Linked DNA regions of Oryctolagus cuniculus: region 2 is linked to region 1. The links are chromatin contacts, called in public Micro-C maps. All regions are on one chromosome and are shown on one strand. The core of a region is the stretch at or near the end of the contact, and the rest is flanking DNA. Distances in the headings are between cores, read along the strand shown. Region 1 holds the start of SLC9A1 (solute carrier family 9 member A1). Region 2 overlaps SLC9A1 (solute carrier family 9 member A1).

What was found. A called contact is a pair of places that touch in the nucleus more often than the background predicts.
Region 2: a Micro-C map of ear pinna shows a contact between it and region 1, with 5 times the contacts expected there. The contact joins the enhancer-like site here to the promoter of SLC9A1 in region 1. A contact is called at or near these places in 4 of 6 Hi-C or Micro-C datasets (ear pinna, psoas muscle, skin fibroblasts and 1 more).

What each region holds. Positions count from the first base shown.
Region 1 is chr7:144,405,577-144,408,226 of mOryCun1.1, reverse strand. SLC9A1 (solute carrier family 9 member A1) reads right to left here and starts at 1,307. Exons shown (of 12, transcript NM_001101721.1): 1 at 649-1,307. The coding sequence starts at 1,000.
Region 2 is chr7:144,444,258-144,446,907 of mOryCun1.1, reverse strand. All of the region lies in intron 1 of SLC9A1 (solute carrier family 9 member A1), which reads right to left. Among named protein-coding and RNA genes, the nearest start is that of SLC9A1, 39 kb to the right of the region's middle. Within about 2 kb of position 1,312, at least 4 of the 8 cell types and tissues checked have an H3K27ac peak or open chromatin away from gene starts, as enhancers often do. A contact at or near this core is called in ear pinna, where this site is marked.

The DNA.
Region 1 (2,650 bases), core at 58-2,557:
AAACGGACTTCAGAAAAGCCCAGGGCCCGCTGCCCCATAAACTATCTGGCGGGTGGCACTTCTGGGCCAGAAGCTGACTCAGGCTCTGCTAACCAGCCCAGGCAGGCAGCGCTCACAGGTAACATTCCGGGCAGGAAGGCAGTCGATGCGCCCTCGCGTTCTACTACACTTGTAAGCCTCCTGCGCCCAGGTGCCCCCGACACACAGGCTCCTCAGGCAGGCCAAGCAGAACCATCCGCCGTCCAGGCACGCCCTCCCGTGAGGCGTGGCATAAATCGTGCTGGGTGCTGTTGACAGAACAGAAAGTGCCACATGCCTGGTAGCCTGGCTTCCCCTGGGCCTGGCCCAGCCAGAGACCCGCCTGGCCCAGAATCCTTGCCGAAGGTACTTAGTGTCAGACGCATCTCGTTCTCGAATCCTGCTCTCCCCCTGTCCCCATGCACGGTGCTGGCCCTGGTCTTGGGAGGCCTCAGACCACGGAGGCCACCATGGAAGGTGGTGTTTGACAAGGACCCAGGCGGCAGGACGGAGGCTGCCTGCGTTACAGGAGTGGCTCAGATGTCAACTCCTGGGCAGCCTCAAATGGCTAGGGATGGGACAGAAGCTCACCAGGCCGGCGGCGGCGGGGTCAGAGCGGACTGGACTTACCTATCTTCATGAGGCAGGCCAGCAGGATCCAGAGGGAGATCTCGAAAGGGGTGCGCACGTGTGTGTAGTCAATGCCCAGGACTGGAAAGGCCTTCCGCGGCTTCATGCCATGTTCAGTGACCGAACGGTTCACGGGGCGGCTCTCGGGGGTGACTTCCGGTGGGGCGGTGGTGACATCCCCAATGGAGCGTTCCCGTGAAGGCTGCGAGTCTGGGGTGGTGCTGTCAGTGGGGCTGAGCTGGAGCCCATGGCTCCTGAGGCCAGGGAGCAGCCCCGCCAAGGCCACCACCACCAGCAAGGAGGGGACGATCCGAGGTGGAGAGAGGCCACGGACAGCTGACCACAGAAGCATGGTGCTGCGCCCTCCGCCCAGCAGGCCAAGACCCTTAGCGAAGTGAGAGTGAGACCTGGGACATAGGGAGCAGGGGGAGGGGGAGGGAGGGGACAGGGCTGGTCCCTAGGAGGAGTTCATGTTATAGAGTCAAGTTTTGTAGGAGCAGTCCTCTGGGGGTGGAGGGAGTCTGGCTTCCTGATCTGCAACTCCAAACTGGGGAAAGGGACAGGGACCCAGAAAGGACCACGGAAGGAGACCAAAAGGTCCGGAGCTGCAGACCTGGGAGAGGCAGAGAGGCAGAAGAGCGCGCCCTAGGGACAGAGCAAGGGACGGGATGGGGGGAGCCCGGGGGAGGGAAAGAAGGCAGGCTGGCACCTCCGGCTCAGGAAACTGACTGAGGACCTGGGACTCGGCTAGGGGAAGGGGGAGGGAGTCTGAGCTAGAGGGAGGGGACGGTCGCCGGTCCAGGAAGGAGAAAAAGAGAGGGCTGGGGGTGGCGGGCCGGGCTGTGAGGAAGTGAGGCCGGAAGGCAGCCCGGAGCTTCCCCCTGCAGAGAAGGGCCGGGGTCCGGGCGCGTCCGGCCGAGATTCCGGGGAAATGGAGGGAGGCGGAAGGCGGAGGCAGGCGGCCTGGAGGGAAGGCGCCTCGACGCGGGCGGGGGGCGGCTCCCGGTGGGCCAGCAGCAACACGCCCGTCGGTGCGGCCCCGGCGCGGCGCAGCGCTGCGCGCCCCGGCCCAGCTGCAGCTCCCGCGCGGCCAGCTCCAATGCTACATCCAGCCCAGATGCCAGCCCCTCGGCAGCGGCAGACTGATGCCTCGCTGAGCCCGGCGCTGCCACTTATAGGCACCAGCGAGCAGCCGGTGCAGCGGCCTAGAGGGACCTGTCAGCGCCCGCGCGGTGCAGCGGCCCCTGTCGCCAAGGGAAGGAAGTATCGCGTAGGAAAAGGAAGGAGACTCAGAGATGGCAAAAAAAATAAAAAAATAAAAAAAAAGCAAAGTCCAGAATCAAAGTCCCAAGAGTCTAACACGGGTAAAACACTGTACTACTTACAAGGTTCTGTCACATCTGCAGGTTCATGAAAGCCTCCCCGTGCTCCTATAGAAGATGCGCTTTTCTCTTCCGTATTTAGTTAACACGTGACCTTGAGCAAGGTACTTCACCTCCCGGTATCCTGCCTTTCTCACCTGTAACGTGGAGGTGGTAGCGCATGTATCAGAGGAAATACGCGGATGCTTAAATGAGATGATCCAGGTAAGGTGTTCTGCTCACACCCTGACAGTTTTACAGACACGGAAACAGCTCCTCAGCTAGCGCCCGGATGGTTGGTTGTCTTGGTTTGCCAGGGATGCCCCACAAGGCACTGCAAAGTGGGTTGTAGCGACAGGAGCCTCGAGGTGGGAAATGAGTCAGGGATGGCTTCCGCTGAGGGCTGCGGGGACTATTCCGTGCCTCCCTGCTGCCTTCTGGCTGCTGGCAGCCTCTGGGTCGCGGTTGTGGCAGCATACCTCCCGTCTTCGCCGGAGCTCTTCCTGCGCTCTGTCTCGGCCAGATTTCCCTTTTCGCGATGACACTGGCCGGGTGGGATGAGGCATCCACCCTAGGAACTTCACTTTAACTTTATCATCTTCAAAGACCTTATCCCAATGAGGCCATGTCTGCAGGCGCTG
Region 2 (2,650 bases), core at 63-2,562, 39 kb before region 1:
GAGAGAGAGAAACGTCTTCCTTTTGCTGTTGGTTCGCCCTCTAATGGCCGCTGCGGCCAGTGCGCTGCAGCTGGTGCATTGCGTTGATCCGAAGGCAGGAGCCAGGTGCTTCTCCTGGTCTCCCATGCAGGTGCAGGGCCCAAGCACTTGGGCCATCCTCCACTGCACTCCCTGGCCACAGCAGAGAGCTGGCCTGGAAGAGGGGCAACTGGAACAGAATCCAGCGCCCCGAATGGGACTAGAACCTGGTGTGCCGGCGCCGCAGGCAGAGGATTAGTCTATTGAGCCGCGGAGCCGGCTCACCATATTCTTCTGCCTGCCTCCTCCTCCAGGAAGTGTTCCCTGACTACCCTTGTCTGCCCATGTTAGGACAGAAGTCCCCTGGTGCCTCCCTTCCTCATAACCTTCTTCACTTACTCACTGCCCATGTTTCCCTCTCCCTGGCACCATAGGGGATCAGGAAAGCTGGGCAGAAGTAGGGGAGACTGGCCAACGGTACCTTACCCCAGAAACCTGTGCTGCCCCGGAGGGAAGCAGGGATGCTGGGAGTTCTAGAGCAGAGTTCAGGCAGGTACGGGCCAGAAGGCAGCGGCCAAGGCCAGAGGACAGCTGCAGCCACTTAGCCTCCCCCGCAGTCTCCCTGGCCCTGCCCTGGAGTCAGCCCCACCGGATGCCTTAGAAGGCAGAATCGAAGCGAAAGGCAGCCCGGGGGCGGGTGGATGACAGCTTCTATCTCCAACCAGCAGGGGACGCTCTAACGAGGCCTCCCCATCCCCGATGCCATCGGGTCAATCCTCGGGGCTTTCCCAGGCCCTACAAAACGTCAAGCGGTGCCCTGGAGACCCAGAGCCGAGATGGTTTATAGCTCCTGCCGGCACGGGCAGCCAGCCAAGAGCAGGAACGTGAGGACGCTGCACCGTGCCGGGACTGGGCTCCCACCACCTCTGCCCCCAGCCACCCTGTGGGACAGGAATCGTGCCCATTCTGCAGAAAACAAAGCTGGGGTCTCAGCAAGGCTGGGCAGCTTCCCCAGGGCCTAGGGAAGCTCCTCTCTACTGTTCTCAAGCCCGTGGCACAGAACGAAGAAACCTATTCTTTACTCAAGTGCTGGTGCCAGGCCACGCCGGGCACTGGGGATGCGGAGGTGGCTCAGGCTGGGAGGCTCTGCGCGGACGGGGACCTCCTTCACAGGTGACCAGACAGCTGGCACTCCTCCTGGACACGCCCAGCCAGGCCATACGGGGCTGGGGCCTGGTCACCTCTTCTGCTAAGCCAACTCCCAGGATGCCTTCCAGGAAGACAGGGGCCACGTGTGCCCCGACAGGCTCTCGGGGCTGTGGCGGGAAGGGGCAGGCCCAGGCCGAGGAGGAAGGCCTGGGTACTCTCCGGGCACTCTGCCAGGGGTAGGCAGCAGGTTACTGGAAAGCACCTCCAGGGAGGGGGAGGGCACGCTGTCACCAGGAGGGGAAGGAGAGAGCAGCCCACGGCTTGTCCCTGCTTGTCCTCCCCGCCCTCCAATCCTTCCCACGCCGCGTCTCTGAAGAGTCCCCTCAAACTGCAGGGTCTGTGACACTGAGTGTGGTGAGAGAGGCACAAATGCACGGCCGGAGCCCCCAACCCCCTGACAAAGGCCTGGCATCGTGGCCAAAGCCCAGGAGGCCGGGCAGTGAGGCCCCAGCTGTGCGGAGGCAGTGACGTCACCAGCGTGGAATCAGGGCTGGGGAGGAGGCAGGCGGCCTCCGATCCTGCGGTTTGGGAAACAGATTCTCAAAGGCAGCCAGCAGCCTGCCGTAGTCCCGTGACCAGGCCTGCCACGAGAGCCGGGACACGCCAAGTCACGTCAGCCACTCAAGCCACATGGCGTCCTGTGAGGGCGGCCAGCCCTGCTGAGCAAGCAGACGAGGTGTAGAATTCAGCAGCTCCCAGCCACGGGCAAAGCCTCTGCGGGGAGAAGAGAAGGGGAGCGGGGGGGAGGGGGCATGCTTCGGACTCTGCCCGGGGCAGGGGGCAGGGGCATGTGGAGACACACGCCCACACACGCTCACGCGGCCTCACAGACCCTTCCCCACGCTCTGGTGGGTAGGGGCCTCGCCAGGAGAACGCTGTGTGCTGAGGCTGGCGCAGTTGCCGGGGTGACCAGATACCCCTGACCCCACCCCCCGCAGGGCCCCCTGCCCCCAGGCCTGGGAAGTCAGAGGGGACTGCTGGGAAGAGGGCCTCCTTGGCCCACCAGGGCTGGTCACCAGGGACCCAGGGGTGCGCTGGGGGCCCTGCCGCCCTATTTCCAGGCCTGAGGACTGCTCTGGGGCTGCAACTCGGCCAGGTCCCAAGGGAGCTGCGGTTGCACAACGATTCCATTTCTTTAACTCCCTCTTCAACTGCCCCAGCAACCAGTCTCAACTACAGCCACGAAAGCTAATACCTCCCAGGGAGTCCGGCAGGCGACAGCGCACATGAGGGCACTTTTTTGTTTTTAATGTTTATTTTCATGTGCATGAAAGGAAGGGAGGGAGGAAGACAGAGAAACAGAGAGACAGAGAGGGAATCTCCCATCCACTGGTTCACTCTCCAAATGCCCAGTGGACCAACAGCCAGGGGTGGACCAGGCTGAAGCCGGGAGCCTGGAACTCCACTGGGGTCTCCCGGGTTA